Linked DNA regions of Sus scrofa: region 1 is linked to region 2. Evidence: chromatin contacts called from public Hi-C data. All regions are on one chromosome and are shown on one strand. Each heading gives the region's core, a stretch centred on a gene start, on an enhancer-like site or on the middle of the called end of the contact. The rest is flanking DNA. Distances are from core to core; before and after follow the strand shown.

Evidence for each region. Hi-C and Micro-C count contacts between places; a contact is called where the count stands out from the background.
Region 1: a contact with region 2 is called in a Hi-C map of skeletal muscle, with 5 times the contacts expected there. The contact joins two enhancer-like sites. A contact is called at or near these places in 10 of 47 Hi-C or Micro-C datasets (embryonic fibroblasts, fetal heart ventricle, mesenteric adipose tissue and 4 more) and 1 of 2 datasets of contacts at active chromatin or transcription factors (skeletal muscle).

What each region holds. Positions count from the first base shown.
Region 1 is chr10:65,727,829-65,732,550 of Sscrofa11.1, forward strand. No RefSeq gene overlaps it. Among named protein-coding and RNA genes, the nearest start is that of AKR1E2, 37 kb to the left of the region's middle. Within about 2 kb of position 2,258, at least 10 of the 83 cell types and tissues checked have an H3K27ac peak or open chromatin away from gene starts, as enhancers often do. A contact at or near this core is called in retroperitoneal adipose tissue and skeletal muscle, where this site is marked.
Region 2 is chr10:66,133,494-66,138,073 of Sscrofa11.1, forward strand. No RefSeq gene overlaps it. Among named protein-coding and RNA genes, the nearest start is that of KLF6, 350 kb to the right of the region's middle. Within about 2 kb of position 2,813, at least 31 of the 83 cell types and tissues checked have an H3K27ac peak or open chromatin away from gene starts, as enhancers often do. A contact at or near this core is called in retroperitoneal adipose tissue and skeletal muscle, where this site is marked.

The DNA.
Region 1 (4,722 bases), core at 1,008-3,507, 410 kb before region 2:
CCGGAGAGAAGGGCGTGTCCTGATAATCTCAAGGACCACCGGAACCAGTCCCGGGGCCACCTGACACCAGCTTTGAAGAGGAATACAAGCTTGCTACCCGGAGCCTAATCTGTAGCCCCATCTTCCCCTCCCAAACGAGAAGACCACTCCTGGTCTCCCCAGAGAGGGCACTGTGTTTAGGGCATTAGCCTGGCAAGGCAATGAAGCTACTCATTCCTCCTTTGCCCCAAGCTCTGTCTCTCTGTTTCTATTAGGCAGCGGTGGCCAGAGGCCGAGTTCCAGCCGCGGTCCTGCCCAAGGCTTCCAGGAGACTGGCCGCCTCTCCTGCAAGTGAGAGCTGGAAAATGGCTCTGTGCACCTGCATGGACATCAAGAGCATGTCCTTATCCGGCCACTGCCCTGGGGGTGCAGAGCCCATGGGACCCGGGAGGGAGGAGAAGTGGGAAGAAGGTGCCGACGTGCAGTCCCTGGCCAGCCGAGAGCCGGGAGCAGGCGGGACCCAAAACAGAGAGGAGAGAGGACTTCTTTTTTTTTCTTTTGATGGACTGGAGGAAGGTTTTTTAAGTTTATTTTTAGTTTGACATGTTCTTTTTTGTTTTATTATTATTATTTTATTAAAGTATAGTTGATTTACAATGTTTCATCAAGTTCTGTTGTACAGCAAAGTGACCCAATCACACACATTTCCCTGTTCTGTACGTTAGGGACCCACAGCCCATTCCTTCCAAATATAAGTTTTCATCCAACCCCCCCCCCCAAATGCCCATGCATCCCACTCCCTCCCCTTCTCCCCTTGGGAACCCCAAGTCTGCTCTTCTTGGCCATGATCTGTTTCTGTTTTTTGTGTTTGTTTTTTTGTTTTTGTTTTTTGGAGAGGATTATCTGAGCCATATTGTAGATTCCACAAACAAGCGATACCATATGGTATTTGTCTTTCTCTTTCTGACTTCACTTAGAATGAGTCTCTAGATCCATCCATGTTGCTGAAGATGGCATTTGTTTGTCTTTTTTATGACTGAGTAATATTCCACCATGTATATGTACTGCATGTTCTTAATCTACTCATCTGTCAATAGACATTGAGGTTGTTTCCATGTCTTGGCTATTGTGAATAGTGCTGCTATGAACACAGGGATGCGTGTATCTTTTTCAGTGAAACTTTTGTCCAGATATATGCCCAGCAGTGGAATTGCTGGATTATATGGTAGTTCTATGTTTAGTTTCCTGAGGTACCTCCATACCATTTTCTAAAAGAATTCAGTGCTCCCTGAGTGGACTCTGCCTGAGGTTTTGTGTTTTAAAAAAACGATTTATTGTTCCCCTTGTGGCTCATCAGTAAAGAACCTGACTTGTATCCATAAGGATGAGGTTCCATTCCTGGCCTCTCTCTGTGGATTAAGGATCTGGCGTTGCTGTGAGGTGTGGTGTAGGTTGCAGACATGGCTCAGATCTGGTCTTGCCGTGGCTGTGGCCTAGGCCGGCAGATGCAGCTCCTATTCGATTCCTAGCCTGGGAACTTCCATAGGCCCATATGCTATGGGTGCGGCCCTAAGAAACAAAACAAAACAAAACCCCTATTTGTTATTATATTTATTTTTAATTAAAATATGGTTGATTTACAATGTTGTACCAGTCTCTGCTGTATAGCGAAGTGGCCCAGGCATATATGTATACATACGTATATATATACATTCCCTTTCCTGTGTTATTTTCCAGCATGTTTTATCCCAAGAGTCGGGATATGGTTCCTGTCCTGTACAGTAGGACCTCATTGCTCATCCATTCTACATGTACTAGTTTTATCTGCTAACCGCAAACTCCTCCTCGCTCCCGGCTTCCCCTTGGCAACCACAAGTCTGTTCTCTTATGTAAAAGAGCACTTTTTAGAGCCGTTTTAGGTTTACAACAAAATGGAGAGGAAGGTACAAATATTTCCCATATGCCCTCGGCTTCCCAAATGCCTAGCCGCCCCCGCCATCTACATCCCCAACCAGAACTGCCTTTTCTTTTAAACCAAAGATGAGCTTACATGGACTTTTTTTTTTTTTTTAATTTACAAAGAAGAGAATAAAAACTAAGTCGATCAAAGCCTCAGGAATGAATGGCCCACGTGCACGTCACCCCTCGTTTCACGTTCCTTTCTTCTCAGTGAAAAAGCTCATTTATCAGAAGCAAAACACAACCTTAATATCCGCGTGTGGCCGGAGAATTTGTTTACATGGACCTTGTCCTACCTCCCACGTCCTGTAGATGGAGCTACATCCTCAGGCACAAGTTCCTTGTTTCCACATCTTCCAGGTTTCAGGAAAGGACATCCCTGAAAGACAGTTTTAGTGTCTGCCCTGAAGACTTTTCATTGCTTTTACCGTGGGTAGTGCTACAACGTGCAAGACTTGGTGCTAAAGAAAAAGCACGTTTTTTTTTTTTTGGTGTGTGTGGCTTTTTAGGGCTGCACCTGCGGCATATGGAGGTTCCCAGGCTGGGGTCCAATCAGAGCTGTAGCCCCTGGCCTATGCCACAGCAACGAAGGACCCAAGCTGAGACTGCGACCTACACCACAGCTCACAGGCAACACCGGATCCTTAACCCACAGAGCGAGGCCAGGGATCCAGCTGGCATCCTCTTGCCTGCTAGTTGGATTCGTTTTGGCTGAGCCACAGGAACTCCAAAACAGAACGTTTTTGAGAGGCAAGTCTTGCACCTGCTCCCCTGTCTTTGCAGGGAGCCCGTTTTAAATAACATTGGCCAACATGTTGCTGGTATTTGGTATTTCTGTGCTTTGTGAACAGTTAAACTGCAAAAGGGCCCATTATTCGGAGTCCTTTTCCACAGGTGTTTCCTGTGTCCTGGCCTCGTCCCTTGCTCCGTGTGACTGAATGACCATATATAGCCAATTGCAGTGACCTGTTGTGTTTCCCCCAGTCGGTGAGCAAACATTGCCTATCTGTGGACGGAGGGGTGCACTTTATTTCTTCCCCACGTGGTTTCCAAGGGATGTGAGAACACAATGTGTCAGGCCGACAGGAAACTCAAAAAAAGAAACAGAAAGAGAAAAGGTTTTAAAGGATCTGACTGTGTCTGTGACATGGCACCGGATCTGTTCATGGATTCCAAAACCAGGAGGAGAAACTTGGTGCTTTAAAAGGAAAAGAAAAATCCAAGCGATGTGGAAAGGACTTTGAATAGCAATATTAATCTAGAAAACATTTTTATCAAGGGAATTTGCCTATGTCTTGGATGCTTTTTAACTTACTCAACAGGGCACTGAGTGCATTTTGCTTCTTGATATAAGAAGAAAAGAACCCTTCAAGAAGTTTTTAAGATGTTTTGTTATTCTTTCCTAGTAAATCCCAAATTTGTAGGTTGAGTCGGAGGCGTCTTAAAATCCAACCAATGATTTTAATTGTAACCGAAATATCATCTTGCACGTAAGACACGGTAATCATTTAGAAGTTTGCTGACAGAGATGCTCACAGCCAAGTAAATATTTTGCTCCACATTTTTAAGTGGGCTGTTAAAAATTTTACCCCTCCAGTGTAATTTTCATTCTCTAAAGCTATAATATTTTCAATAATCAAACCTCTTTCTTTTTTTCTTTTTTTGGATTAATATGTGAATTTTCAGATTGCGTTAATTTCACGAATGGAGGAACTTTACCTTTATGTTTCAAATAGTTCTCAAAATACTGGAATAACCAATGCCATGGTTAGAATTTGGATGTATCATGTATAATGGTTTTCAGAGGTTAGAGGATTACAGGAACATACGAAGTAGTGGTTCTCAAAACAATGTCTGGGGCTGGTCCTTAAAAAAAATTAAGATAATTACATTTTCTCAAAGTTATATTTACTATTATACAGATTCCCTTGTTTTGATTTATTAGGAAGATATTCAGGGCATATTCTTTTTTACGCATTCCTCATGAGATTCCATTAAAACAAATGGCTTTCCGGTCTGTACCCCTTTCCAAGTCCGTTAGTGATTTAATATTGATTTGTGAAAGACGCTCCATTACAAAACCCTTTTCTCATTGTCTAAATTCCCTGTGTTTAGGAAGCTTTTGAGACATCCAGGAATAAGCCAATTTCCCTAATGGTAGGAGAGAATTGTATGCTGGAGACAATAAAGCCTGGTCTGTTGACTCAGGCTCGTGCACAAGTATATGATTTACTAATTAAAAAAGAAGAAAGATAATGCGAACCTTGAGGTGTATCATTTCCTGCACTGAAAAGCCAACTGCTGGCATTAGGGGTCTCTTTCCCTGAGAAGGCTGTCCACCCCGCTGTCTTGAGGATGCAGCTGGGAAACAGAGCTGATACTCCGTAGGATGGAGAAATTTAAATTGATGTTATATGCTGTGAAATTTCTGGAAAGAATCTGAACACGTAAGCCTTAGACTGGATTCCCAAATATTTAAAGAACGGCAGTTGACAGAGATTCATAAAGGCCATTGAAGACGCCATCTCTGCGTAGACAGCAAGAGCATTTTTACATTTTAAAAAAACCAGAGGCTAGCGGTGGTGGGGGAGGGAGTGGGGAGACAGCGGCTGAAGGGTACACTTTTCCAGTTGAAAGACAGTTAAGTTCTGGGGGGTCCAATATACAGCATGGCGATTCGGGTTAATAACACCAATAACACCGTATTGTGGACTTGAAAGTGACTAAGTGCGAAAATCTTAAATGTGCACACACACACACACACACACTCACACACACACACAC
Region 2 (4,580 bases), core at 1,563-4,062:
GTGACCTGGGAAGGCCAGGGAGATCACGGTGCCAGAGGGGAGTCACCGAGTGAGACCTGCTCACCTGCAGGGCAGGCCTGCCCCTCCGCAGGCCGCAGCGAGATCTGCGAAGCTGGTCCTAACCAGCCCAATAGCCCATTGTGACCTGTGCTGACTGACCCCCAAGACATGCCACTTTCCCAGGGACTTTCAAGTACATTGTCACAACTCCGAAATAGCCACAGGATCGGTTCTATTCCTATATTTGAGTTGAGAACACCAAAGTTTCTTAAAATTATGCATATTTTATATTGATAAAAATAGTGCATGTAGCTGTAGAACCATCACACCGGGTAGCTAATCAATCAAGATAATAATAGAGCGATAGTACATGTTATTCAGTCTTAAGCGGTGCCTGTAACCACATCGAACAATAAATATGAAGTCAGAACAGCTCAAGTTGCAAACTTGAAACGCTCCAAGAAAGTATGGTAATAGCAAAGCCCATGAAGAATATACGTGTGGGGTCAAAGCAGAGCCTGCGGGACCGAGGGAGATGTGTGGGAAACTGACTTGCCCTTTTCTTCCATTAAAGGGCAGGTTTTCTGAAAAAAAGATGGTTCAATTTCCTCCCTCCAAGCTGCCTTTTTAAAATAACATAACATAACACATGTTTTGACACAACTCCACATGACTCAGAGGCCTTCTTAAAATAAGACCAGACTGCATTCGTGGAGACTGAGTCACCTCTAACCTCCTGAACTTGCCGAGGATTCGGATCCAGGATGTATGTTCGTCCCTCAGAGGCGATGGGAAGGTTCTGGGGGCAGCGCACCTGGCCTTCAGTCAAGTGTTTTATCCCTGGCACTGCAAACAAGCGGGGTTTTTCTGCCTTTCGCATCGCCTCGCCAGGAACGAAAGACAGCATGTCAAACTGTGGTTTCCAGGGTAAACAAATAAAGACGACCCACTCCAGAAAATAAACGATTCCCGGAATGATTTTTAAAAGGAAGGACAACGTCGCGTGGGGACGTATGTGGCGCTCATCCAGTCCGGGCCTTCTGCAAGCGCCGCAGCCCCGAGAGGCAGGGGCGTCTTCTGAGTTAATTGCAGCGGGAGACACGTCCTTCTCCGGGACCCAGAAAACTTCCCGGTAGAAGTCCAGCGCCGTTGGGCGTTTTTCTTCTGAGTAAAGGTTGGGAACTCAAGGCGCCTCGGGCCCACGCCCACTGGTCTACGCTGCCTTCACCCAGCGCAAGCGCGCGGGTTCCCCTGGCAGGATTCCGCACAAAAAGCTGACAGGCCTGTGCGTTCGGCGGCACAGCCCTCGTGCAGCGGGACCGGGACGCTCACCCTTGAACGTGGGCGATCTGGCGTTGAGTCCTTTCTCCCCCAAGCTGCCGCCCCCGCGTTCTTTATGTGAAGAAGTGACCCTGAGTCACGTAGAGTTCGGATGCGCAGAAGGCGGGCTCATGCCTGTGGACATTTTCCCAGGCCTTGAGGACGGTCGCCGGGACTGCTGTTAACAACAGCGGGACCGCAGCGCTCATGACCGAGCCGCCTGGACTCCACCGGCACGGCTGTCCCCGCGGGCTGAGCCAGTGTCCTTAGCGACCGGGGCGGCGGCTGGACAACTGCGATCACGCCCGGTGAGGGATGGCTCTCGCCCAGTCGCCCTTGCGTGGCATCTCTATCCCCCGTTTTTAAGCCCCGGCCGGCCTGAGACCCGGCCCCCACCCCCACCAGGCCCTGGTTCAGAACAGCGGCCTTGGAGGCTCCGCGCCTGCCCTTCAAGGCGCCCCAGCGCCCTGGCCGCACCCCCGACCGATGGCACTGACGCACAGTCGGGCTGTGAAGGCAGCGCTTCTCGCTCACCCGCTCCCGGACGTGGAACGGAGAGAAAACGCCCCCCTGAAAGAGCCACCTTCCAGATGTGCCCGGCTCAGGGCCGGCCCCGAGTGTCACGTCCTGGTGGGAAGTGACTGCGTGTGTTTTGTTCAGATCCAAGGCCCTGTTGACAAAGCCGTGCTGCAGGTGTCCCCCTGAAATGGTCACACGGTGACCTTCCCTGGTCAAAGAGGCCTCTAAATGGTATCCCGGGTCTCGTCTCCCGTGCACATCTGAAGGTCTGCTGTTTCGGAGAGGGCAGTGCCCTGGTCACGGAGATTTAAAGCACCCTGTGGGGTCAGATTTTAACAGGAACCCAAATAATAGCAACCCCTTTCTTTGTTGGCCACCCCCAGGGCTCACTCTGGATGTTTTTAATAGCAAGGGACCTCATCTAGCCGTCCATGAGGCTAACTGATTTCTATACCTTTTTCTCTTCTATCCCCCCCACCTCCCGCTCCCCATTCCCCGCCCCCCCCCTTATTCAATTAAAAGAATCAGCGAGCCCTTTGGCTCCCTTTTCCTGGAGCAAACTTTTTCACAAACTTTTTTTAATTTACTCAAAGGAAGAGTTTAAAAAATGCTGAAGCATAGCATGCACACACCACATGCATAAGAAGACGCAGCAAGACCGCTGCGGTTGTCCAAGAGGATCCTGCGGCCAGGGCTGCCTGGCGGCCCCAGCGGACATAGGGCTAAGCCCACGGGGTCACATCTGGGAGAGAGAGTGTGTGAATGGAGCGGAGCCGGCCTCCCACACGACAGGAATTCCTCCCAAACTATGTGCTCGCTCGGTATGGGAGCGCAGAAAAAAAATGTGTTTGGAATATCGCTAAGGAAACCCAGATAGATCCCCTATCTTTGCCAGAGCACAGAAGACAGTTCAGCGAGTGACTGACTCAGAGTGACTAACGCAGAACACGTGTCCGATGATGGGGGGAAGCAGGGATGTAGAGAAAAGGGCGGCCACCGTGCTTTCTGCCCCAACAGGAACAAGACGACTCCCTTCCTCCCTCGTATTCACGCCCCTGGCTTTTCTCAGACAAAGCGTACAAAGAAAAGCACTGGTCTTTCCGCTCAGAAAGGTTTCTGCCGTCATAAATGTCTCTCTCCAACATCAAGGTGCTTGTTCCTGCTGTCACACCTGTGAGCATCTTTTGTTTTGCCGCGGAGGACACACTTCTGAGAATATGCTTTCACTCCAGAATTTTGAGAGTGTGTTTTGGCTTTCACTATTATTCCAACAAGCCAGTTGTGTGTGTGTGTGTGTGTGTGTGTGTGTGTGTGTGTGTGTGTGTTTAGAGCCATGAATTCCATGTAGCTAAAGTTTAGTTCCATTTTAATGCCAGTTATGATAGCACAGTCCATTATTCTCTAAAAATAGGTCCAAATATGTTTATCTTTGTGGAATTTAGGAAGCAGCAACTCCATCTGCAATATCCTTTACCATCACCAACCATAAAAAGGTGGCAGAAACAGCGGTTTGCTGCATCCCGGGAAATGTCCCGTTATCCCAAAGCCTCGCCAGACCCCTCGCTGCTCCTTCAGCCGGGGTCCTCCTGACGTCGGCTGCCCGCTGTGCGGGGTCTGAGCTCCGTTTCTTCTTCATGCTCTTCTGCGCTGTATCTTCCTCTGCTGTTGCATTCTGGTCACCAGGTTTAAATTGCAGACGGTTAGAATGTGAAGATATTAATGCTTTTGAACCTGCTCGGCGTGAAAGGGTCTGCAGTCAGCCTCTTCATCTCCAGCAAACCGACCCCGTGCACGAGCGAGGCTCCCACACAGTGAGGGAGGCTTTACCCTGCGTGTGCGCCTTGGGGCGAGGAGAACTCTTTCTCTTGTCTCTCAAAGCACCTGGCCCAACAGTTTGGCACTTTTCACACACACGTACATGGACGTATCTTCACAGATCCCACACATACTTTTTTATTTGATTAATTTTTTTTTCCTAGCTGACGGCTTGAAGCAGATGTGGTTCTAAAACACCAGCGAATAACCCCTGGGGCTCAGCAAGTGTATGGCCCAGACCTCAAAGCCACAGTGGAAACATCTGGCTCCAGTCCCCGAGACACCTGGCGGTCAATCCATATTACGGGCCTGAATTGCCCCCTGACTGGGCAGGAAAAAAACAGCAGCCAAACTTGGTAAAGCACAGGCATAAACTAAACTTGGTTACTCAATGTGAGGACCATTGACTGAGTTAGTCAGTTTTAAGAAAATAAATAAATGAATCAGGACAATAAGACCAACTCTGAAGATAACAATTTCAGATGAGGGATTCTGCGATGTTTAAAAACCCTTTAACCAAAGACACTGTCTCTGTTTTCATTCACCCGTTTATTTTAGTGTTTATTAAGCATCCATACTGTAACAGCGACAATGCTATTTGACACTTAGACACATTGTTTAGTCGTAGAAATTACAGTAGATGATTCTGACACCCTTGTTTCAATCGAACTAGGAGATAAATTCCAGACATTAAAAAAAGAGACATTTCAGAGAACCTGACTAGTATCCATGAAGATGTGGGTTCAATCCCTGGCCTCGCTCAGTGGGTTAAGGATCTGGATTTGCTGAAAGCTGTTGTGTAGGTCACAGATGCAGTTTGGATCTGGCATTGCTGTGACTATGGTGTAGGCTGGCTGCAGCTCTGTTTCAACCCCTAGCCCGGGAATTTCCATATGCCACTGGTGAAGCCCTAAAAAGCAAAAAAA